2 separate regions of the Anas platyrhynchos genome follow, and region 2 is linked to region 1. Evidence: chromatin contacts called from public Hi-C data. All regions are on one chromosome and are shown on one strand. The core of a region is the stretch at or near the end of the contact, and the rest is flanking DNA. Distances in the headings are between cores, read along the strand shown. Region 1 holds the start of SLC6A8 (solute carrier family 6 member 8). Region 2 holds the start of CCDC51 (coiled-coil domain containing 51).

Region 1 (6,069 bases), core at 1,360-3,859:
CCGCCCAGCGCCCCGGGCAGCGTCACGCCGTGGACCAGCAGCAGGATGAGGACCACGTAGGGGAAGAGCGCCGTGAAGTAGACGATCTGCGGAGGAGGAGGGGGTGCTGGTGAGCCCCAGCCCCCCCAGCCGGGCTGTGGGGCAGGGCTGTGGCTCTCTCGTGCCGCAGAGTGTCCCCGCTGAGACCGGGACCTGGGACATCCCCGGGTGCTGGTGGCACCCCCCAGGCGGACGTGGGACCGGCGGGGCCATGGCGTGGGAGGACGGGAGGGAGGCAGCACCGCAGCCCCCCCAGCGTTACCTTCCCCGTCGACTTGACGCCCTTCCAGATGCAGAAGTAGACGACGACCCAGGTGGTGACGAGGCAGAGAATCATCTGCCAGTTCATCTCCCCCGGCTCGCTGAGGTCCCCGGAGAGCCGCAGCACCTTGTTCCTGCACAGCGGGGCAGTGCTGAGCGCCGGCACATCCCCGGCCCAGCCGTGTCCCCGCCGTGTCCCCGCAGTGTCCCCGCACTCACTCCCAGAACTCGATGACGGGCGAGCGCTTGTTGGCCAGGTCGGTGCAGCTGAAGTTGAGGGCCCCGGCGGCGGCGGCGGCGCTGGCGTTGGTGCTGGCGTTTCGGCACAGCTCCAGGTGGAAGAACTCGGCGCACTGCTCCGTGTTCCAGGCGTGGCCGCAGGTGGCCCAGGGCAGCGTGTCGGTCAGCGAGTGCACCAGGTAGAAGAGCCCCCACACCAGGATCATGATGTAGTAGGAGTTGCAGAAGAAGACGATCACCATGGAGGCCAAGCCCAGACCTGAAGCACCACCGGGACGTCACGAGCCCGCGGGGGGGCTGGCACGGGGCCCAGCCCACCCACGGCGACCCAAACCCAGCGGGGACGGGCAGAGGGGGAAGAAACCCGGGGCAGGACGGTGGTGCCGGCTGGGGCTAGGACGGCGGTGACGGCTCGGGGCATGCGGGGAGCCCGGGGCAGGACGTGGTGAACCGCAGGAGGTGGGAGGAGGGAGGGGACCCGGCGGCGCTCGGGGGAAGCCGGCGGCGGCAGCCGGGGAGCCGCGGGGCAGGGCAGGGCGCCGCGGGGAGCTGCCACCCTTGGCCGGGGCGCCCACGGGACACGGGCAAGGTGCAGGCAGCAGGCAGGGCGTGGGCAGGGAGCCGCTGGCGGCAGCGCACGGGCACGGTGCCGGGGGGCCCCCGGGCAGGGCCGGGGTGTGTGTGTGTGTGTGTGGGGGGGGGATTTAAAGGGCGGCGGGGTCCCGGCGGTACCTTTGAAGAGGGGGGCGATGTTCCAGGCGGCGATGCCCCCCTGCTTCATGAACTGTCCCAGGGCCACCTCCAGGAAGAAGACGGGGATGCCGCCCACGAAGACGATGAGCAGGTAGGGGATGAGGAAGACGCCTGGGACCGGGGGGGAGGAGGAGGAGGGTGGGGGGGGGCACACGCGGGGCAGGCTCAGCCGCCCGCTGCCCCCCTCCCCGGTCCCCCCCGCGCCACCCGCCGGGCGCAGCGAATGGCGAGCGGGCCTCCGCGCACTCCCCCTCGCCGCGCTGCCGATGTAGGTCAGGGCAGGCAGGTGCCGGGGGGCTCCCCGCAGCCCCCGACCCGCGCGGGACCCCCAGCAGCCCCATGGGACAGCACAGCACGCACACAGGCAGCCCCATAACCCCTCCGGGGGCATCCCTATGGGCAGCAAGGCAATGTGCGGGGTGCGCCCCCCCCTTGATTTGCACCCCCCCAGCCCGTGCCGGGGTGCCGGCGGGGCTCACCTCCGCCGTTCTTGTAGCACAGGTAGGGGAAGCGCCAGACGTTGCCCAGCCCCACGGCGAAGCCCACGCAGGACATGATGAAGTCCATCTGCCGCGTCCACGTCTCCCGCTCGGGGGCGGCCGCTTTGGGGGGGCCGGGGGGCCCCACCAGCGGCGCCGTCACCGCCCGCTCCTCGCCCGCCGCGGGGGGCTCCGCGCCCTCTGCGGGGACAGGGGGACCCACGCCGGCGGCACGGGCGCCCATGGATGGGGTCGGTCGGAGGGGAAAGGCACCGGAGACTTGGAGGGGGGGGGGAGGGCGCTCGTTGCCCCCCTCCCCCCCGAGCCCCCCACTCGGGCCGTGACGTCAGATGTCAGCCCGGCGCGTGACGTCACAATGCAGAGCGGTGACTCACCCCGCGGCGGCGGGAGGGGGCGCGCCGCGGTCGCGCGTGGCCGTGGGGTCCCCCCCGCGCCTCCCCGCATCCCTCTCCGCGCGTCCCCGTCCCCTATCCCCGCACCGCGTCCCCCCCCCCAACCACCACCACCCCCTCCCCGCTTTCCACCCCCGCCCCGCGCTTACCGGAGCCCGGCGGGGCGGCGGTGGCGGCGTCGCGGCGCGGGGCGGCGGGCGGCTGCGGGGCGGCCGTGTCGGCGGGGACGGGGGGCATGGCGCGGGGGGCCGGGGACCGGGGGCGGCTCGGGGGCGGCTCCGTGCCCGGGGCGCTCAGAAGCAATCCACGAAGCACTTGAAGGTGAGTCGGAAGAACCTCATTGAGGGCGGCGGGGCGCGGCGGGGCGGGCCGGGCCGGGCGGGCGGCTCAGAGCCGGGCTGCGGGGCCGGCGCCGCGCGGCCGCTCCGGGGCTCTCTGCGCCGCGGCACCGGGCGGCGGCGGAGGCAGAGCCGGGCCGCGCCGCCCCCCGTGCGCCATTGGCCGCGCCGCCCGCCCGCGGCTTGCCGGGACTTGCAGTCTCGCCGCACCGGCACCGGCACCGGGGCGCGCCCGGGGCACGGGGCAATGGGGCGTCCCCGGCGGCGAGGGCGCAAAGAGCGCGGGGGGGCGCACTGGGGACATAGGGCGCGCTGAGGGCGCACTGAGGGCACCGGGAATACCGGGGGACAGCGGGCAGTGAAGGCACTTCGGGACCGCGGGGAACTCCAGGACACCGGGCACTAAGTTCGCACTGAGGGCGTGGGGGATACCAGGGACAGCGGGCACTAAAGGCACTCCAGGACCATGGGGAACTCCGGGAGACACCGGGCACTACAGGTGCCCCGTGGCCATGGGGGACAGCAGAGGCCACCAAGCACTCTGAGCTCACTGGGGCCGTAGGGAACAGCAGAGGGCACGGGGCACTACGGGCACACCGGGCACTACAGGCACATTGGGGCCGTAGGGCACGCCGGGCCATACAGAGCACCAGTTGACAGCAAAGGGCAGCAAGGCACACCACGTGTCCACCGACACAGCAGGGTGTGCTGAGAGCCACGAGGCTCGGAGGGACGTCAGGTGACAGCAGGGAGCACCAGGGGACACGAGGCACACCAGACACCCTGGGCTGTGAGGAGCACGGGGGAGCAGCAGGTGCCGCAGCACCCCAGGGGCCATAGGGCAGCACGGTGACAGTCCCCGGGGCCACGCAGCAGGCAGCGGAGGCGAGCGGAGTTCAGCGAGTTTAATGAGAGCAGGACAAGCCCCGACCCCCGCCCGCCCCCCCTCCTCCTCCCCGGTGCCCGGCCCGGCCCGCACCCCCCGGGGCGGGTGCCCGCGACGCCCTAGTCGACTTCTTCCATGCTGCTGTAGGAGGGGGCCGGGCGCTCGGCGGGGCTGGCGAAGCGCTCGGGGAGGCCTTCCGCGGCCAGCGCCGGGGCTCCTTCGGGGGCCAGGCCGGATCCGAACGGCACCGGGGTCAGTCCCTGCAAGCAGAAGGTGGCCGTGAGTTGGAGAGCGCGGCGCTGCCTGCCCCTCTCCTCCCACCTCGCTCCCGGCCAAGGCCCTGCAGAGCGGCTCCTGGGTGCAGCAGGGCAGGGGGGAAGGCAGCGAGCCCGGAGCAGCCCCGGAGACCTGCCCGAGCGAGGAGAGCCAGGCTGCGGCACGCTCAGCCCAGCCCCGCTGCTGCTGCCTCGCCCTGTCCAGCACCGCTGCCCCCGGGCTGCTGCGGCGTGGGCTGGGTGGAACAGCGTCCCAGCACGGCACGGGGCCAGCAGCAGCGAGCCAGGGGGTGCGTGCTGACCCCTGCCTGGGTCTCACACGCAGTGCAGGGCTTCAGGGGGGTGTCCAGAGCCGGGACCCCCACCTGGAGGCAGGCAGGTGCAGGCAGCGGGCCCCGAGCCCCGGGCTGCAGCCCCAGCAGGAGCAGAGGTCACCCCAGAAGCGCCGGGCGCTGACTCAGCCCCACGAGGCCAACGCCGTGGGCGCGCGGGGGAAGCCACGGGCCGCGGGGCAGCAGACAATGAGGCGACTGTTCCAGGACAAGCAGTTCCTGAGCGCAGCGCTCCCCGCGCTGGGACCCGCGCGTGGGGAGCTGCAGGAGGGGCGTGGGGCTGAGGAAGGGGGAGCCGGGGGGCCCCCACAGCCCGGCTCAAGCCCCCCCCTGCCCTGTGAGGAAGGGGCCCCAGGCAGAAGTCCCGGAGAAGCGTGCTCCTGCTGAGCATCCTTCCTGAGACAGCCAAGGGCACTGCCGCCAGGACAGCAGCGGAGACGGAAAAGGAAGTCACAGGGCTCTGAAGTCACCTCTCAAACCCAAACACGCCCGAGCACCGCTCAGCCAAGGGCAACACGTCTCAATGTCAGACACCGCCGGCGCTGCAGCCCTTGTCCCAGCCCCGCGGGACAGCGCGCCGCCGGCCCCCCAGCGCCCTGCACGTGCTGCAGCTGCTGCCCCACGGGCAGGGCCCCACGGCAGGAGCAGGTAGGGCTGTGCCCGGAGCCTGCTGCACCCAGCAGAGCCTAGGGCAGGGCACCTGCACGGGCTGGGGCCACGGGGCCAGCACCGGGGGCTGGAGAGGGAAACGAGCACAGGGAGGGCACAGGCACCTGGTAGGGTGCGGTACAGAGCCCGTGCCTGGAGCCGGGCTGCCATCAGACAGGAGAGGGGGGCCACGTCTCTTTGGAAAACCTGCCTTTATTAACACCCCCCCAGCACGCAGGAGAGCGACGCTGCCAGCACCGCCCTGAGACACCGCCCTCCTGCAGCCTGGGTCCTACCTGCCGGCCCCGGCCCCGTGCCTCTCCCGCAGCACAGAGCCCTCAGAACCGAGGTGCTGCCCCCAGCCCCATGCCAGGGCACACAGCAGAGACCCAGCCCCCCCTAGACGCAGGCAGGTGCAGCCCCCGCAGGTCCGTGCTTGCCACAGGTGTCCCAGCGCCGTGTGCCAGGCTCCCCCAGGGCTGCCTGGGTGCTGCTGAGCTCTCCGGGTGAGCAGGGAAGTTCATAAGCCCTTGGTGACGAGCCCATCCTGTCCCAGCACAAGGGACAACTGTGGCCCGGGGGACACATCTCGTGCCAGCTCTGGAGAACACGAGGCTCCTGAAGCAGCGCAGCGGCACGCGCAGCTGGACCATGGAGCGTGTCAGGGCATCCTGTCCTCGCAGCAGCCTCGGGGCAGGGCACTGCTCGTTCCCAGGAGTGAGCGGAGACAGGCGGCGTTCCCCGGGGCAGCGGCACTGTCCCTTCCTGAGCGGCACGTAGCCGTGGGGCCAGCCCTGCTCCGAGCAGGCAGCCAGGGCGAGGGAGGGCTGAGGGGATCCTGGTTCCGGGCTGTGCCTTGGCACGGCTGCGGGCCAGCCAGGCGGCCGTGCCAGCTGGCACGGGAGATGCCAGAGCAGACAGGCAGGAGCCGACGGCCCCACGCTTCCCTCGGCGAGGCCCGATGGTGCCCTCAGCGGGCGAGTCCTTCCCGGAGGGCTCTGTCCTGCCGCCTGACGTCTTCGTCGCGCGGCGTCCTGGCACAGCACGTGCCCCGGCGGCCCCGCTCCTGCAGCTGGCTCCGTGCCCGTGCCTATCTCCAGCGGGTCTGGTAAATGAGCGGGTAGAACACGTTGAGGAAGAGAGCCACGATTGCGGCCGTGGTGGCCAGGACGAAGTATCTGACGCAGCCTTCGTCCGGGTGCTGGGGGGTGCCCGGACTCCTCTTCTGGCCACGGGGCCTCCAGGAGTTTCTTGCAGGCCTTTGGGGAGCCTCGAGCTGCAGCTCTTGTTCTTCAGCCTCCAGTTCCTGCCAGATCAGAGAAGCCTGCGATGTGGAAACCTGCGTCAGCACTTGCAGAACACAACGGGCAACACCCCTCGCCATCCCCCGGGGCAGGCGGCTGCC
Region 2 (6,069 bases), core at 1,984-4,483, 340 kb after region 1:
TTATGGTTATTTTCCTGAAGTAAAATTCTGCAGTTTTTTATAGTAGCGAATCTGTCTGTCAGCTAAGTGCATTCCCCAAATTATCCCATTCTTCTAAGCACACATTCCTCTTGTAAGACAGAGATACCACCTTACAGACAGTGGTAATTTTAGCTCTACCTTCCTTCGTAGTCATGCAGAGCTCTATTCTTGAGATTTCATCTGCACAGACCTGATGCATTACTTGGACAGCTCTCTTTAGTTCTTTTCTGGTGCTCTGTGCATTGATCCAGGAGCTCCATTTAAGCTCAGGTTCGTGTACCCACTCCTTGCCTGAGCTTTGCCATAGGCGTGCCTTTTTCCTGCTGTCCTTGCAGTTTCATTTAGATTTCTGGGCTGACTTTGGCTGCTACCCTGCCTTTATCTGTGACTGATGGACTGTTGAAGAACATGTTCCTATCGCCGTGGTTCATCCAGGTGAGGTGCTGCAGGACTGCACCCTGTGGGTACAGGATACCGCCCCTGCCTGTGCTGTGGTTGACCTCATCTTCTTGCTCAGATGGAAGACAGATGAGAGAGTTTTGATGGGTTAACAGCCAGAAGTGAACTTTCCTCATCACATGGAAGGTTAATTCCTTGAATCTCAGCTTTTTGTTGGCACACACCTGTCACCACTCAAACAATTAGTTTGCTAGGTTCATTCTTTCAGCTTTTGTCTCCAAATTTACTACCTTGTTTTAACACCAGCATATGATTTCCATTGCATATCAAATCATCTACGATAATTACTTTAATTAAAACAAGTATAATAAAGACTAGCTTAGACCACTGTTCTTCAACAGTAAGATGCATCTACAACACCATTCTCTACCAATAAAAGCAACGCACACAAATTTTCATTGTATTTGCCATCACTCAAATACCAACAAGTTACCTGCAGCAACCTGTGTTCCAGAGTAGCCAGTTCTAAGTACTGGGTGTCATCCCGAGAGACCCTGTCTAAGCGGTCCCGAATCTCCTTCAGTTTAATCTGTTGGGCTTCTACATTTTCACGAGCCTCTCGTACTATTCCTCGAGCTATCATAAAGACATTTTCAGCCTGTGAAGAGAGATTATTTATTTTAGAGACTTATTACCAGGCACATCTAAATTGATAGTTATAGGAATTTCGGAGAGGAAAAAACAACAAAAACAAACAAACAAAAGCACTCCATTACAATCTAGGGGATATGCTACATTTACTAAGACGACTATACTAGAACACAATCATAGTGTCCTCACAGCTAGTTAAAGTAGAAAAAGTCATAGTTCTCTTTGGAGGCTCTTTTTTGACTCACAGTGGTCATGCTTCATATTGCTTAGCTCATAATTTTAAACTTCTAATTTTAAAATCTATTCATTTTTAATGTTTTGTCCACGTTTACCTCCGTCACTTTTCCCTGAGCCTCTCGAACTTCATTAATGCCAACAAACTCTTCATATTTGTCCCACCAACTCTTGCCCGTTGCAGATATTTTTTGAAGGGAGCTTTTCCCCATAACAGTCCCAGTTTCTGTCAGCCGACTGAGAAGACTCCTGGCCGTTTCTATTGCTGACTTGGCTTCAGGCTGCTTAGGTCCCGAGGAACAGTAAGTTCGCACCACGTGTAAATTCATTTTTTGACAGCACTTTATCATAAAATGGTGATATTGCAGGCCACAGGACACCGAAGATACACTTGATTTATATTTCATTGGCCCCATGTCTTGAATTTGCTCACTGAAAAGAAGTGCTACAAGGATGAAGAAAAAAGTTATTAAAATAAGGCTGGTAAACACCTCTTAAAACTACATGTATGTATCAGAACATTAATAAAAATCTAGAATGGCCAAACCATCACTAGTTTCATGTCGTTACTCACCTAGGACATTTTCCACAGTTTTCAAAGGACAGTCCTGCCAGAGATTCCTGCTTTTCTGCTGTTATTAAGTACTTTTGCCATGCTTCTTGATTACTGATTTGCTCGTTGCATGAATAGCAATCACATGTTACAGATCCAGTATCAGCAGGAGTAGCTTCAGAGTAATTTAATGCTTCAGCACAGAAGTGACTGCCATTGGAAATTTTGTTCTGTTTTCACGTTTGAGCTTGGTGTACTGTGTCACTTGTGCTAACAGCTCTGGAAAAGAACAGAAAAAAAAATTAGAGGGGTTAAAAAAATAAAAAACTCAAAAAGGTGAAGAAATGGGGTTCAATCATTCCCTGTATTTTATACTCCACAGATATACGAAGCATTGAAGAGTTGAAAGCAGAGAGAAAACACAGAAGTACTAATGTGTACATAAGTTTTTTAATTGACTACCTACAAAACTAAAATACAAGGAAGAGCCAAAAGACCATACAACCACCAGGCAGCGAATGCAGACATTTTAAATAGCTTTAACATTCTTGCTTACCCTGCAAAAGCAGACTGCTTATTCCTGCTTAATGTCTGCATTGATACGTAAAGATTTTAATTTTCTACTTGGCACATTCCTCTAAAAATTATAAACGGGCAAACTTTCAACTAAGGCTTTTTATGGAGTTTGGGTACGATTATACGAGGTTTTGACCAAAACAATACTAAAAAACAACAAATGAATGGCATGAGAGAGCTTGATACTTGGTACAAGCTTTTTGTTAATTTAAGAAGTTGTACATATGAATTTTCTTTTCCACCCAGAGGGCGGCGAGGCCCTGGCACAGGCTGCCCCATCCCTGAGGTGCTGCAGGCCAGGTCAGGGGGGGGCTCTGAGCACCCTGACCTAGCAGGTGGGGCCCTGCGTGTGGCAGGGGGCTGGAACCGGGTGCTCCTTAGGATCCCCTCCGACCAGAGCCGTCCTGATTGTGTGCCTTCAGGTGGCAACGACACCACAGCCGTGCCCCAAGGAAGGGACAGCCCCAGAGGGAACATTTGGGGTCTGCCCCCACCCGCCCACTGCCGCCCCGTTACACAGCCCCCACCGAGCACCCCGGGGCCGCCGTACACCACAACCACAGGGACCCCCCGCACACCCCCTCCTCACCTCACCGAGGCCCTCCCGGTGTCCCCCCCCCCCCTTCGCCTCAGCTCCGCATCCCCGGGCCCTGCCCTACCTGCCCCGGGCCCGGCCCGGAAGCGGAAATCCCCGAGCTCCGGGCGGTGACGGCGGCGGCGGCAGCGGCTGAGGCGCGGGGCCGGGCGGAAGCGGGCGGCTGAGGCGCGGAGCGGCGCGGAGCGGAGCGGGGCGGGCGCCATGTCGGGCCGGGAGGGTAAGGCCGGGCCCCGGGGCCGCCGGCACCGCGCCGGGCCGAGCCGCGCCTCACGGAGCTCTCTGTCTTTGCAGGCGGCAAGAAGAAGCCGCTGAAGCAGCCGAAGAAGCAGACCAAGGACCTGGATGAGGTAGGGCGCCGGGGGGCATCCCCTTCACCATCCCCTTCATCTCCATCCCCTTCCCCTTACCTGTTTCTGCTTCTGAGGGTTGTGGCAGCCGTGACTGGAAAAAGGTAAACGCGATGCCTCACTGAAAGATGAATTGGTGATTTTATAAATAAGTTTTGTCATCAGAGAAATGCCAGAGCCAATTAAGGGCTTTCAAGTGTCCAAGTTACAGCAGTGTAAAAGCTGATATTGTGTATTGTAGTAAAGCTGCCAGACAAACAAAATCATGTTCTGCAGCAGGGCAGAGCTCTGTGTATGGGGAGGACAGCAGGTATCAGGCTCTTGATAACTGACAAAGTGTGGGTAGGAACAGGGCCTAGGGAAGTGATGGAGGTGAACGGGCAGGTGGCTGCTCTGTCACACTAAAACCTGTTACTGACCCTTCAGTGTCTGACTACAAGGATAAATTGTCAGGGGCTGAGCAAGAGTTTGTCTTACATCAGGCTAATGTTTTGATTCCTGCCGTGGTAGGCCAGCTGACTAACTTACTGACAGTTCTGCTCTTGTCTTCGTAGAAAACAAAATTTGGAGGGGCCACAGACTGTCAAAAGGGCAAGACTAGTGATCAAAGTAATTGGAGAAAGCTTGAAGGAAAGCAAAGGGATTTATTTAACTAAGCATGTATGCTACGGCCCTTTCTTTGGAAAGAACAATTGACTTGTAAAATCCAAGGAGAAGGAGCGGCTAAACTTCAGGTCCACCTTGAAAGGGTTTGAGACAGAACATACACTAAATGTGTACCCTCAAAACCAGGTGTTGCAAAACAAAAATCACACAGGCCATATAAAGAAAATATCATGTGGCAAATGTGATATAACATCTCCTTTCCTCTCAGCACAGCAGTGGCACGTGTGGGCATTGCATTGATCCACTTTTTTTCTTTTTATAGCATGGTAGGGAGCGATTTACTAGTAAAAACATAAAAAAAAATCCTGGAAAACCCAGAATACGAAACAATATTTTGTTCTCTTGGGGGGAAAAAGGGAAGTAAAAAGCTCACATTGTAGCAAGGGGAGTTTCAGCATGAAGAAGAGGAAAATGTCCCAGTTTTAAGGAAGCTGAGCCATGGACTGGACTGGTGAGGAATCTCAAAATCCTGAGTTTCAAGGAAAAATCCTACAGTCCCTTTCAGCCTTGTTGTCTATGAAGACTGTACATGTTAGAACATTTCTTTCTCATTGCTTATCAGTTGTTTTAAAAAAGTTTCAGGGGAGGAGATGCTAACACGCTCTGTTGTTCTTTTCTTTAGACAGATCTGGCATTTAAACAAAAGCAGAAGGAGGAGCAAAAGAAACTTGAGGAGATGAAAGCAAAGGCTGCTGGAAAAGGGCCCCTCGGTAAGTGAGGTGCCATACTGATAGGAAAAAAAAGGGCTTGCTGCCTTCAAAAGTCTAATGGTTTTGCTTGTACCTTTCAGCTATTCAACATGCACTGGTAGGATGATGGCAGTTGCAGATGATAAATAACAAAGAGATGCTAATTTTATTTATTTATTTTACTGTGAAATTTCACCTCCAAATTACCGATGCAGTTTCTGTTTTAGGAGGTATAAGTGTACCGGGCACGCTAAGCTGTTCTTGTGGGATGGTGTAGAGAGATCTGGGCTCTTATTTTAGCAGACCACCCTTTTCTTTCCAGGAACATTAAGAAACACGTAAGCTTTGCCACAGTTCTGGAAGTTTAACAAGTGCAGTAATTGTTTTCTTGAAGAATGAATTTCAAGAGCAGGAGATTCCTGGCGGGGAAAACAACAACAAAAAACCAACACTCTATGACTGGAAATAAGTCTGGATTTGGTGCTTTTGCTTAAGTGACTGTGCAGCATGCTGTGCCATGGGAGAGGTTTTGCAGTGTGTTTTGATGGTGCATCCAGCCCAGTCGTTGTTTCAGACAGTGGTACTGGAGTTCTGTCGGTGTGAGGCTGTCCACTCACCCTGTTTTCCTCCAGCGTTTGTAGTGATTGCACTTGGGATGTTGAAGAGTGCATCCTGCCTATTCCTTGGAGGTGCTTTTGTCCTGTGTTCCATTAACATGGCTAATCCCTTCTCCATTCTATAAAGAGTGTTAAACTTTACTCTTTGCTTCTCATTCTTAAGAAAAAAATAAATATTGAGAGGCGTTAGAAGGACCTTCCCAGCAATCCCACAGCAAATTCAATTTCACTAACTATGCTTGCATGGAATCTTGTCAGATGCTGTTTGGAAATTCGAAATCCCTTGGATTCATTTTATCTGTGCACTAAATGATACCCTTAGAGAGTTCCAGCAGGACAGCGAGTAAGGATTTACCATTTACAGAAGTCCTGTTAACTTTCATGAAGCTGTTTATCCATTTGCTTTATTATGGACTCTATTATCTTGCCAGAGACCAAAGTCAGACTTGCTGGTCCTTAGTTCTCTAGTTTCTTCCCAGAACTCTTCCTGTATCTGGGAGCTGTGCTGGCAGTGAAGCTGGCAGATCACAAGCACAGAAGAGTAACACAAAAACAGTCCTCTGACACGGTGGCTGTAATGATAAGTTACAAATCCTAGCCAGCAGTTCTGCAATTTCATATTTGAGTTGATGTTCTTGGAGTGGAATGCAATCCAGTTCCACTAACGTGCGATATTTCTTGTCTGTTTATCTGAAATTAATCTAGCTCCTCTGATTTA

What was found. A called contact is a pair of places that touch in the nucleus more often than the background predicts.
Region 2: a contact with region 1 is called in a Hi-C map of skeletal muscle, with 2.7 times the contacts expected there. The contact joins the promoter of CCDC51 here to the promoter of SLC6A8 in region 1. A contact is called at or near these places in 2 of 8 Hi-C or Micro-C datasets (skeletal muscle and subcutaneous adipose tissue).

What each region holds. Positions count from the first base shown.
Region 1 is chr13:9,547,607-9,553,675 of IASCAAS_PekinDuck_T2T, forward strand. SLC6A8 (solute carrier family 6 member 8) reads right to left here and starts at 2,610. Exons shown (of 14, transcript XM_038185787.2): 1 at 2,335-2,610; 2 at 1,773-1,973; 3 at 1,273-1,404; 4 at 520-799; 5 at 302-434; 6 at 1-86. The coding sequence starts at 2,422. USP19 (ubiquitin specific peptidase 19) reads right to left here. Exons shown (of 27, transcript XM_038185783.2): 27 at 3,415-3,669. The coding sequence ends at 3,529.
Region 2 is chr13:9,889,379-9,895,447 of IASCAAS_PekinDuck_T2T, forward strand. CCDC51 (coiled-coil domain containing 51) reads right to left here and starts at 3,234. Exons shown (of 5, transcript XM_038185879.2): 1 at 3,094-3,234; 2 at 1,880-2,137; 3 at 1,404-1,750; 4 at 914-1,078. The coding sequence starts at 1,721. It overlaps LOC106019097 (a long non-coding RNA gene), which reads left to right and starts at 3,106. Exons shown (of 4, transcript XR_003500227.3): 1 at 3,106-3,249; 2 at 3,324-3,379; 3 at 4,668-4,755.